Linked DNA regions of Rattus norvegicus: region 2 is linked to region 1. The links are chromatin contacts, called in public Hi-C maps. All regions are on one chromosome and are shown on one strand. Each heading gives the region's core, a stretch centred on a gene start, on an enhancer-like site or on the middle of the called end of the contact. The rest is flanking DNA. Distances are from core to core; before and after follow the strand shown.

Region 1 (6,170 bases), core at 3,614-6,113:
TTAGATATACTAAAGCGAGAATTCCTGAGGGCTGCATCTGGCCCTCACGCTGCAGCCAGGCCCTCAGCCTTCAGTGCTGCCCCACAGAGGTTGCTTCAGTAGTCAACTTAGTGTCAGACCACAGAAGGTAAGTCAGGGGATCCGGTTAGAGCTCAGCAGAGAAGGGATAGGTCAGTGCCCATGTTTAAATGTGTGTCAGGAATGTTTGGCTCATTAAACATCATTAAATGTGTGGCTGATATGTTTCCCTCAGTTTACTGGATAAATCTTGTTGTGTCTTCCTTTACACATCAAAGAGGGACTGAATAGTTCATTCCAGACCACTTGACATCAGTGCAATTTCTCAACCCTCTGACTCAGGAGGCTCATGAGTTCAAGACTAGCCTAGGCTACAAAATTTGTCTGGTCCAGTCCTGTTTCAAACAAACAATGCCAACAAAAAAGACTAAATAAAAATAAAAATAGAAACATATCACATCTGGATCCTTTACTGATCAACCTGAAAGTTGAATGACTAAAATTTCTCTGATTTTGCTTCAGTCTAGGCGAGATGAGATTCCCACCAGGAGGACCTTGGTTCCTGGCTACTTCCCTTGTGAACTCACAATAACAGGTCCTCTAAGAAACCCCAACAAATGGCTAACGGAGGTGTCTATTAACATATCAACACGGACACTGGCCACCAGGCTCTCAGTACCTGTTAGAGAGTCCTGGCTCCTCTCAGCGCTTCTCACCACCCTGACTCCCACTTGAAACTTCTTCAGCCCATTGAGAAGGCCGGGCTGACTGCATGGCAGGCTTCAAATTGGCAGTTAAGGAGACCAGACCTAAATCTCTGTTTCCAACAACTGGGCGATTCCAGGCAAGTCCAGGCCTTGGAAGCTGCCCTGCCACTTGGCCTAAGAGAAGGACAATGGGTAGCCAAGCAGCAGTTTCCAGACCTCCTCAGCTACTTCCTCAGTAACAGTTTCCAGACCTCCCCAGCAAGTTTCCAGACCCCACACCCCAGCAATGGAATGTTCCCTAGAGATGGACCAACAGATTACCATAGAGGTCACCTACCCTGGAATTCCCTAATGTGCTTTAAATCAGGCCTGCAAGCTTACTTGCTTGTCCCTCGTTCTCAGTAATGGGAGGCCCCCACTCTTTGCCTTTACAGACTGAGTCCAGGGTATCACTGTTCAGCAATAATGGACCCTTAAACCCTGAGCTTTGTTTCCCTTTCCCCAACTTCTCTTTCCTATATAACTCAACCTCTTTGGCCACATGCTTTCTTGGCCTCTTGATTCTTTTCATCCTCTTGGCCTTCTTTTTGTCTCCTTCTCTCTTCTCTTGCCTCTCACAGCCTGGTCTATTCTGCTGGCCATGTTCAGTCTGGATTCTTCCAGATGTCTCTGGCTGTAGTCTCCCTCATATCTGCAATAAACCCTTCTCCCCCATCATACCTAGGAGAGGTCGTCTTCTCATTCTGTTCACCCCTGACCCACACTCCAGGGTTTAAATTCTCCAAGATAATATCCAATTGAAAAGAGACAAGAGGAAAAAAAATCATGTACGGCTATGAGTCACTGCCTAATAAAGGGGAAGGAGGGAGGGAGGGAGGGAAGGAGGGAGGGAAGGAGGGAGGGAGGGGCACACAGAGAGGAACAGACAGAGAGGAAGGTGGAAGGCAGGGGAAAGCAAGGGATGCAGGACAAAATGCTCACTGAGACGCCCCCCACCCAACACATTGGCTTCACAAATTGATAATGGGTCTTAGTCTTCAGCTGGAAAAACAGGCCTGGATTTTGAATATAAATCAACAAAGATTAACACAAAAAGCTCTTTTTGAAACCAGATACAATGTGTCAAGGGAATAAACATAATTGCAATTCAGGCCTGAGTGCTTCTAGCCTTTCTCCCCCGTCAGTGTTTCATTCTGGTTAGACTTTCAACTGGACTGGTGAGGTCTACCTGCACTTTGGAGGGTAATCTGCTCTTCTCAGACCCATCATGTAAATGTCTCACTTAAGAACACTTCATAGAACCCTGTAGATAATCTTTGACCCTTCTATGTAGGAGCACTGGTCTGAAATCTGTAAGCCAATTTGAACAGTCCCATCTCTGCCCCACCTTTGCCAGTGTCGGGGGCCTAGATCCAACCCCCCACATCATCGGTAAATAGAATTCACTTCTGAAGGATGGAGGCTGGGTGCAGCTCTTAGCCATCACCTCAAAGCAGAGGGTATAGGGAAAGGAGCTGTCTGTCATGGATAGAACTGTTTTACCCACGCGCCAAGGCTTCCTCAGATATTCCCAGTATAGAAGCCAGAGAGAGGGTTCTCAGCCCCTGTGAGGACCCGCAGCTCTGCCCCTGTGAGGAGGACCCGCAGCTCTGCCCCTGTGAGGAGGACCACAGCTCTGTCCCTGTGAGGAGGACCACAGCTCTGCCCCTGTGAGGAGGACCACAGCTCTGCCCCTGTGAGGAGGACCACAGCTCTGTCCCTGTGAGGAGGACCACAGCTCTGCCCCTGTGAGGAGGACCACAGCTCTGCCCCTGTGAGGAGGACCACAGCTCTGCCCTCTGTGAGGAGGACCACAGCTCTGCCCCTGTGAGGAGGACCCGCAGCTCTGCCCTCTGTGAGGAGGACCACAGCTCTGATTGGGAAGCTTGCCTATACCTCCCTCTTCCAAAGGCACGCCCTGTTCGCCACAGGCTCTTAACCTAAGAGACAGATGTTCCTGTGTTCTCAGTGCCGTGTGGTTAGTAGATGCATTAACCAATTCTTTGAGCCTCACGGTTCCTTTTAGAAGGGGGCTCAAGAGTTTGCAAATTGAATGAATCAAACTCACAAACTCCACAACAACAAACTAAAAACAACAAAACTCAAGACAGGGCAGACTTTCCAAACAGTAGGGGGCTCTATTCACCCATATGATAAATGAAAAAACAAAACAAAACAAAACAAAACAAAAAAAACAACTTTTCCAGTACAGATTTGCTGTGGCAACATGATTTTAAAAACTGCTTAGGAATAGAATACAATATTTTAAATTTAACATATATTTAAATAATTATTAAAACTTAAAAAAAAACCCTGCCTAGGCCTGGTGTGTAGCTCGGTGGTAGTGTACATATATGTTCAAGAGGCTCTGGCTTCAGATCCAGGATTCCCCTGCACAAAACCATTACAGAAAAGTCTTCAAAAGTGAGATGACACTCACCACTCGAAGTGTCTGACCCCCCCCCCCCCCCCCGCCAGCCATGAGGCTGGGGGGTAATTATAAATTCACAGTAGCAGCTCCGACCTCTGTAGTGGGTTTGCTAAGTGTCGCTCTAAACTAAATGCTTCAGTCATCAGCTCATTTAATCCTTAGAGCAGCCCTATAGTGACCATGGTGGCTGGAAACTGAGGACTGAGTCAGCCACCATCCCCGCCCTCCCTCCCTGCCATCCCTGCGCCACCCCCAGACACATCAGCCTTCCTCCATCTGCCTGACTCCAAAGCTGAGACCTTACCCACCCGGGCTACCACCGCACCAAGTGGCAAACTACATTTCCTTCTGGACTCTCCATGGTCTGGAAAGCAGCCAGGCGTTTGCAGGAAAGCCCTTGTTCTGAACTTGGGAGTGATTATTGCTTGCGATCTGAAAGGAGTGAAAAGAGAAAACAAACCTGAGGGGCGGGGCACTCTAGTTTGTTCTGAGGTCTGCGGTGGAATGAAGGCCACCCAGTCATTTCAGCAGATTGCTATGCTACCACTGATGGCATTTCGGGGTATTTCTTATTTTCAGACTTGAGGTCTTTACCCAACTCTGCTATCTATCGGTTTAGGGCAAGGCCAGGAGGGAGGGAACTTAGATTCTAGACCTGGCTTCTTTTCTTAGACAGGGTCATCTTCAGCCTCCTAGACTCTTCCTGGAAAGTTCAGGTTTGGCCTCCCTCAGAACTCATATTGGACAGGTCCGGTGTTGCACTGGTGGGCAGGGCAGCACCGTGTGGGCGGGGCAATGCAAAGGGAGGGTTTTCTGGTGTTTTTTTTCCTCTGAGGGGAGCAGCAGGCATGCCCCCCCTCCCCCCCCCCCCCCCCCCCAGTGAGGGAAGCTCTACTGAGGGATATTTTTGAGACTGATGCAGACTCCGGAGCAGTGACGTCCCAATGACTCAGCTGGTGGGTGGAAGTGATTTTAAATAATGACAGTATCACCATGTCCCTCCTCCCACAGTATCACCAAAGACGTGCGCACTAGCCCTGAACCCACTGACTCAGCTACTGAGCATGGCAGGAAGAGAATAAAGGCGGGTCACAGGCAGTCCCTCTGAACTGTGCAAACCGTTGTTGCAAATGGAAAATAATGCCTTCCTCTTCCTCAGAAACAAGCACAGAAAAACAAGGGTGGGAAAGGTCACCTTGTACGTCTGTCCTCCAATTGTAAAACAGTCCTCTAGGAGTTAAGTGCAGAGTAATTATAGTCACCACTATCAGGAAGAGGCCACTTAAGTTAATTAGAAAGGGAAGCCACCCAATTGCAGTTAAAAACATGTAGAGCTTGGTAGCATTTGTGAGAGAAAGAAACTGCAGTGCTTAAATAGCGCCATTTACAGATGTCTTTTCAGGCAGAACAACAGGAAAATCAGCTTAGCTGGGAAGTGCAGGTCATGGCCATGCTTGGAGCTAATGAGTGACCAAAACAGTGCCTGTCACCAAGGCAGTCTTGTGTCTTCCCTGACCCTGGGTGCCTTCAGAGGTAAGGGGTCAATTAAGGACTTTTCTGGGGCTTGTGAAGGATGGCAGTGACCCGGGCAACAGTTAGCAGTGGGAGGAAGGGAAGGGCGGTTTCCTAGGAGCCACCTTCTCATGAATAAACATGAGATTGACTTAGGGAGGGTTGTGTTGGAACACAGATGCCAAGTATGGCCAGAGTGCACCGCAGGAGCCAAAGGCTGCAATGGTTAGAGGCTTCAGCTTCACCCCGCACCTATGCCAAAGTCTGGGGCTCCTGGGGACCTGGAGGTTCTCTTTAATGGGCAGTGTATTGAGAAGCATTTGCAGTGGGATGGGGCAAGGCTTACGGTGCTTGATGCTCTGTGTTCTAGTCCTACAACCACTGCCCAGCAAGCAAACAAACAAACACACCGACCATTGTAGACTCTAAGGACATATACGAATTAAAAATAAGGTTTGATTCTTGCTGAAAAGAAGAGTTGGGTGTGGTGGTGAATATCTACGTCAGCAGCGCAAGGCAGGCTGAGCGGGGCGCCTCAGGGTCCACACCGGACAGGAAAAGCCTTCCTCCCCCTTTCCCTGTTCCTTCTGTTTCTGTGCGCATTTACATTAGAACTCTAAACTGTAAATCCTTCCTCCTTCGAAATGTACATAAATCCTTGGAGACCCTATTACTATTTTGTTGGCTCTGTGACCTGGAAGTGTCTCTCAAGCTGGCAGAGGCCTGAGAAGGGTGCTGGGTCCCTGGAGCTGGAGTTACAGACAGTTGTGAGCTCCCTGCCGTCGGTGCTGGGAATCCGACTCTGGTCTCTACAAGAACAGCCAATGCTCTTAACGGCTCAGCCATCTCTCCTAGCCTACATTCTTTTAGTTAATGTAAAAAACCTGTCTGTCTGTCTGTCTGTCTATTTGTCTGTCTATTTGTCTTCCAGGACGGTTTTAAGCTCACTTAGCAGCCCAGGCTGGTCTTGCCCTCCAGTTCTTCCCACTTCCCCTTCCATTTTATAGCTATGTGTCACCACGCCTACTTTAATTCTTTTCTTTCTAGACCACATCACTGGCTGGAACTCAGTGTACATCAGGCTGACCTCAAACACACAGAGAGTCTCCTGCCTCTGCCTTCTGAGTGCTGGGATTAATGGTGCACCACCATACTTCACACTTGCTATATTCTTAAAAATTCAGTCTGCTCCACTCCTGGGTGTATATGCCAGGAGGTTGTGGGAAGTCATGTACATGAGCCCGCACAAAGGCTTTCACATCATATTCACTGCAGTCTGTCCTTGGTAGCAAAACTGGAAACAACCCAAGCACACTTACCAAGAGGAGAAAGGATAAATGAGTTGTACATCTGTATAACAGAATACTATTCTGTCATTAAACTCAGTTAGCACCATGTGAAATGACATTAGTGACTCCCAAAAGCAGCATGCTGCTCCAAAGGAGCCAGACAGAAAGACTACA
Region 2 (5,625 bases), core at 2,964-5,463, 72 kb after region 1:
GTAGGAATTTGCAGGGCCACGCTTGTGATGTATGATGTCGACAGTTAGGACCTCTAGTGGCCTAAATAAACATTGGGACCCAGAAAACAGAATAAAACTCTGCAAAATTGGGGACTTCCTGCCAGGGTGGTGGTGGGGATACCCAGGGGCCCCATCTGTTCAGAGAAAAGGATGGGGGATTGTAGGAGGGGGTGACTAGGAGGGGGCAGTGAGCGGGATGTGAAATGAATAAGTTAAAAAATTAAATTTAAAAAATGGGGGCTTCCGTAGCTCAAGGAACAGGATGGTGGGAGTTGTGGGGTATAAGGACAGGACACCTGGGGTTGAGGGCGAGGTTGACTTAGAAACAGGCTGGATTCAGGGTCACATGACAACAAAAACCCATGTTACCCTTTCTGTTTCTCAAGCCTCTTCTTCAGCGTCATCTACACTCTATAGAAGATTTTCCCCTCATAGCGCCCAGACTCCTACTGCAGTGACTTACCGTACTTCCCAGATGCACGTCCAATGGGGACACAGAGCCCCTGTTCTGGTAGTTCCTACCGAAGTCCTGGGGTTACTCACTAAGGTCCAGCGATGGCCCCAGAACAAGTTACATCTGCGACGATAATGCAGAGAGGTGATTGGTTGGCTTTGCTCTTGGTCACGTGCTCTAATTCAGCCCATGTGCTCTGAAAGCAGGAACGGCTTTGGAGTGTTAATAGACAAGCCTACCGCGCATGCTTCAGAATTGTGGGTTTCATAGACTATAGAGTTTAGAGTGGGTCAGGAAGGGAAGTTAACGAGTGTCCTTTTAGACTGAGAAAGGCTGTGTGTTGGGGGTACAGGGTGTGCTAGAGAAAGGAGAGTCGGCAAGAAGTATACAGGTTGGTTTGTTTGAGACAGGATTTTTATGTAGTTCAGGCTAGCCTTGAACTTGCTGTGTAGCGGAGAATGAACTGGAACTCCTGATCCTCCAGCCTCCACTTCTAAGTACTAGGATTACAGGTGTGCACTACCACACCCAGCGCACTGTAGGGATCTCTAAAAGATTCTCTGGCTGCATATAATTCACTTGTTTCTTTTTCTTTTTTTTTTTTTCTTTTCTTTTTTTTGGAGCTGGACCGAACCCAGGGCCTTGCGCTTGCTAGGCAAGCACTCTACCGCTGAGCTAAATCCCCAACCCCAATTCACTTGTTTCTTTATAGACTCAGAATCAGGAGAAAAGCACCCTTTCTCAAACGGTCAGTATCTGAAGGTTACAAACACTCCGAGATTTACTATGTATGATACTAAGATGGCATTTTAAACATGTAAACCTTTTAAACATTAATTTATTCATGTTTTTCTCAAATTGATTATGATATCTCATATTTTAATAGTGACTCTCTAAAATAATATCCCACTGTCTTCTCTGAAACACTGAAAAATGGCAGTTGAAATAATTCCCCCCCTACTCCAAACAGAATTTTTTCAACATTTCCTCCAAACACTATTTTTTTTTTTTTTAAAGCAGAGGGCTCTGGTCTCAAGCAACAGGGCAACAGGGCAGGGAGAGGAAGGCTGTGCTGTGGGAAGATTCATTCTTCCTTCAAGGGCAGGATGTGAGCGAGTGATGGAGGGAAACTGAAGTGTGCCAGTGGGAGCCACTGCTGTCATTTAGAGACAAGCTGGGGTGAAGTGGACCCTTCAGGTGGGAACGTAAGCAGAGAACAGAATCGAGCTGAGGAAGTCCCCATGGAAGAGTGTCACATTTGATTACAGAGAATGAAGGAGAGAGGAAGGTTGCATGCCTTTGTGATCAGAGGCTAGCAAGCTGGCGGTGTGCTCCCCAGAAAGGGCAGTCAAGGAAAACCATCAAAAGGTTACGGATGTGACTAGTTCAGACTGGATACACTGAGTCTAAAGAACAGGAAAGAATTCCAGAGAAGGCAGACTGCAGCTGGTTCTGCGAGCTGTCAGTGGTGAGGCTAGATTCTTCCCTTGTTTTTTGTTTTTCTTTATTTTTTTTTTTTGCACAAATCTCTCTTAAATACAGTTTGTTCCACCCCACCCCTTGCACTGTTTAAGCCAAAGTCCTCACTGCCTCCACTGTTCCAACTGTCAGATTTTCCTTCCTCCAGTTTCCTCTTAAACCCAGCATCCTTTGTGTCTTTGATGTCTTCTCTAGTTTCAATATAACCTTAATTTTATTTTCTTGATTGTTAATTTAGTATTTATATAAGAACACTATAAAGCATGGCACTGTATTAAAAGGAAGTCAAGGACATAGAGCATTCTCTAACTTGAGTGTTGAATATTGTTCTCTTTACTCTGAGATGTAAGTACAAGCATGAGTTGACTTACAAAGTCTTTTCTGATTTCTATTTCCAACTTTCCCACTGGATATATTTAGGGGTGATGATGGTACTTTATGTCTCCATGATCCAGCAAAGTCTGGTAAAGTCTGGGGTGAAAGTCTGGGTCTAGCTGAGATGAAGGGACAAGTGCAGGGAACTGAGGGTCACATTTCAGCCCACAGTGAAGACAGATGTGGTTTCTGAGAGAAGAACAAGAAGTTTCATCAGGCAAAGCCGCCTTTCTCCAAGCTTGACGACCTGAGCTCGATCCCCAGGACCCATACAGTACAAGAAGAGGGCTGACTCCCCCAAGTTGTTCTTTGCCCACCACACAACAAGCTGTGGTGCATGCGCCGCAAAACGAATACTTGAAAATAAACAGCAAAGAAAACAAACCTCTTAGGGTGCCCATCTTTCCCTCAGCAATGGATAGGCTACCTTTGCTCATTTGGGGAACAGAAACTCCAGGCTATGGATCAGTAGTATAGGACCTGAACAACCCAAGCCACGACTGCATTTAAGGTCCAGCATGACCTTGGCTCCTGGGGCCACCATAGGACTACCTCCTTTCCTGATCTCTTAGAGGTCTTCCTGGCAGTTACTGTAAATGGAGAGCTTTAAGAACTCTGCACAGTCCTTTCGTTGTTGATAGTGCTCTATAGGAAACCTGGGGCAGGCTGACATCCTCAGTCCTCAGAGCCCCATGTTCTAGTTTGCCTTCTGTTGCTGTGAAAAACATCATGACCAAAAACAACTTGGAGAGGAAAGGATTTGTTTCTGCTCACAGATTACAGACTATCATTGACAGAAACCAAGTCAGGCACTTAAAGGTAGGAACTGAAGCACACATCATGGAGGAATGCTGCTTCCTGGCTTGCTTCCAGGTGAACATTCCGTAATTTTCCTTACAAAGCCTGGGACCACCTGCCTAGGTCTGTTACTGCCTACAGTGGGCTGACCCCTCCCACACTGAACAGCAATAGAGAAAATGGCCCACAGACAGCACAAGCCAATCTAAGGGCAGTTTCTCAACTGAGCTTCTCTCTTCCAAGTGGCTGGGTTGTGTCAATCGACAACTGAAACCAACATCTTGGCTCCATTATGGCATGTCAGCAAAGCCTCTGTTTCAAAATAGAGTCTGTGCATATAAGGTGGACACAGCTCACATGAGAAGCTATTGACTCATGTGTGACAATATCCCTTATACAGGAAAAACAAGCATGTCCATTTTCCTCCCCTTCTTTTTAAATATTGAACTCAGATGAAGGGTTTGAGTGTTTTAGACAAGGTCTCCCTGCACAGTAGTTTTCAGACGAGTTCCAGACCAGTATCTGGAAATCTCTATGTAGATGAGATTGACTTCAATCTCATAGGGATTTACCTGCCTCTGCCCCCTGAGTTTGGGAGAGCTTTTAAAACTAAAAACTCCTTTCTAAGATGGTACTTTGATTTGGAGCCTTCTTCTCAGATTTCCAATATACCAAGTCCAGGGTGGGAAGATAGTATCTTAGAAACACCTCTGATAGTTAGAAAAAAACCACAAGGAGGAAGGCTGTCATCTAAGATCCCAGCCTCCAGGCTGTCATCTGGGTCATCTTTGATGTTTTGGGGTACCATTGCCCTTAGGACAACATCCATACTTCTTAACAAGGGACGATGAACCCTAAAAGTTTGGCTTCTGTGTTTCCTTGGCTGGCCTTGTGTATTTCTAGTTTCTCTGAAATGCCTGCCTTCGCAGCACACCTTGAAGCCCCAAGGTCTCCCAACCTCAGGCACCATGCTTTGCTTTGGGCTCTCTTCCCTGATCCTAAGAACAGAGCCTGCTCTCCCGAGAGGCTCAGAACCTTATGATCTCCCTCCCATGTAGATTTTTCTCTGGCACTGTTCATTTTTCCTTCAGCATGACACAGATTCAGGAACTAGCCAAGCCTCAAATTATCTGTCCTACAGAAGCTGGGGGCTCTATTTCTATCCCTGCCACATGAGTCACATTGCTGCCTTCTGCTCACCAGGAGCGCTTGGGCCTGGCAGAACAGCAATCTGTCTGCCAACTGCATCTCTCACTTCTTTTGTTTAACCTCTAACCTCCTGATTGCATTGGTCCTTTGGGGCCTCTTAAGAGTTGGGTCTAAGGCTCTTGGGAGGTGGTCACTCCATTCCCCTCCCTCTCACCAGATGGGAGTTAGAGTTGTTGACTTGGCAAAGCTGATTGTTGGTGACATCCTCTTGTCCCCTCCCCAGTTCTCCCATCTACTCTGCGTGTTCCCTCAGCTCTCAAGAAAAGATCTGAAATCAAACATTTGTAAGTCGGCATTGTGCCTGGAGGTGGGAAGGTATGGAGTTAATCCTGACCGTGTGCCAGCTCATCTGCTCTCTTTGATCACCAATCTTTGATGTAGATATCATGATCCTCCTTTTATATGTGAGGAAGTTGAGACTTAGTGATGTTAAGTAGTTGGGCAATGACTAAGACAGTAGATGGAACAAGATGTCTTTGGAGCCACACAGATCTGGGTTTGGAGTCTTCACTGCCTGACTATCATTGGGCAAGATGATTGGGCTTCCTGGTTTATAGTGTGCAGCAGTCAGACCCATTTTTGGATAGACATCTCCCCAGCAGAGTTTGACAGTGGAAAGACCAGAGCGTGGATTACTCAGTGTCTCTGAAAGTGCCTGCTGCTCGAAAGGGTGCAGTGAGTACCTTCTCCACTGTAGTACGTGCCTCGCACCCAGTGAGTCTACAGTCAACAGCACTCACTGGGTAAGCAGGAACTTAAGTCACAAGCTCACAGATTCTGTGGGTCCCTAGAAGAACAAAACAGAGATTGAGAGATATAGGCAAAGGGACTCAAACCCTGCTCTGACCCCCAAGAAAAATGGCACCGTGTTTGCATGTATGTGTTTATGTGTGCATGTATGAAGGAGTATGGAGGCCAGAGGTCAGCCCTGGGTGCCTTTCTCAATTATTCTCCACCTTGGTTTTTGAGATAGGATCTCTCATTGAACTTCAAGCTTAGTGATTTTGCTAGACTGACCAGTGGGCCAGGCACAGGGATCGTCTTCTCTTTGCGTCTAGAGTGCTGGGCTACAGGCGTGCGCTACCACACCTAGTCCCCCCCACCCCCACCCCGGCCCCCACCCCGCCATGGGTACTGAGAATTGAACTCTCAGTTTTCATGGCAAGCACTTCACCAACTGTGCCTTCTCCCAAGACCAAAAATTTTTCTTTTGTTGCATAAAAAATCTGATTAAAATCCCGACTCTCAGGCTTTCACTAACCAGGTTGAGATTGGCCCTGAGCATCTTT

The links. A called contact is a pair of places that touch in the nucleus more often than the background predicts.
Region 2: a Hi-C map of liver shows a contact between it and region 1, with 2.1 times the contacts expected there. The contact joins two enhancer-like sites. A contact is called at or near these places in 11 of 12 Hi-C or Micro-C datasets (the A7r5 cell line, the Rat2 cell line, Schwann cells and 6 more) and 1 of 1 datasets of contacts at active chromatin or transcription factors (oligodendrocytes).

The regions. Positions count from the first base shown.
Region 1 is chr7:71,770,383-71,776,552 of GRCr8, forward strand. No RefSeq gene overlaps it. Among named protein-coding and RNA genes, the nearest start is that of Baalc, 30 kb to the right of the region's middle. Within about 2 kb of position 4,864, at least 72 of the 93 cell types and tissues checked have an H3K27ac peak or open chromatin away from gene starts, as enhancers often do.
Region 2 is chr7:71,843,193-71,848,817 of GRCr8, forward strand. All of the region lies in intron 1 of Baalc (BAALC binder of MAP3K1 and KLF4), which reads left to right. Among named protein-coding and RNA genes, the nearest start is that of Baalc, 42 kb to the left of the region's middle. Within about 2 kb of position 4,214, at least 9 of the 93 cell types and tissues checked have an H3K27ac peak or open chromatin away from gene starts, as enhancers often do.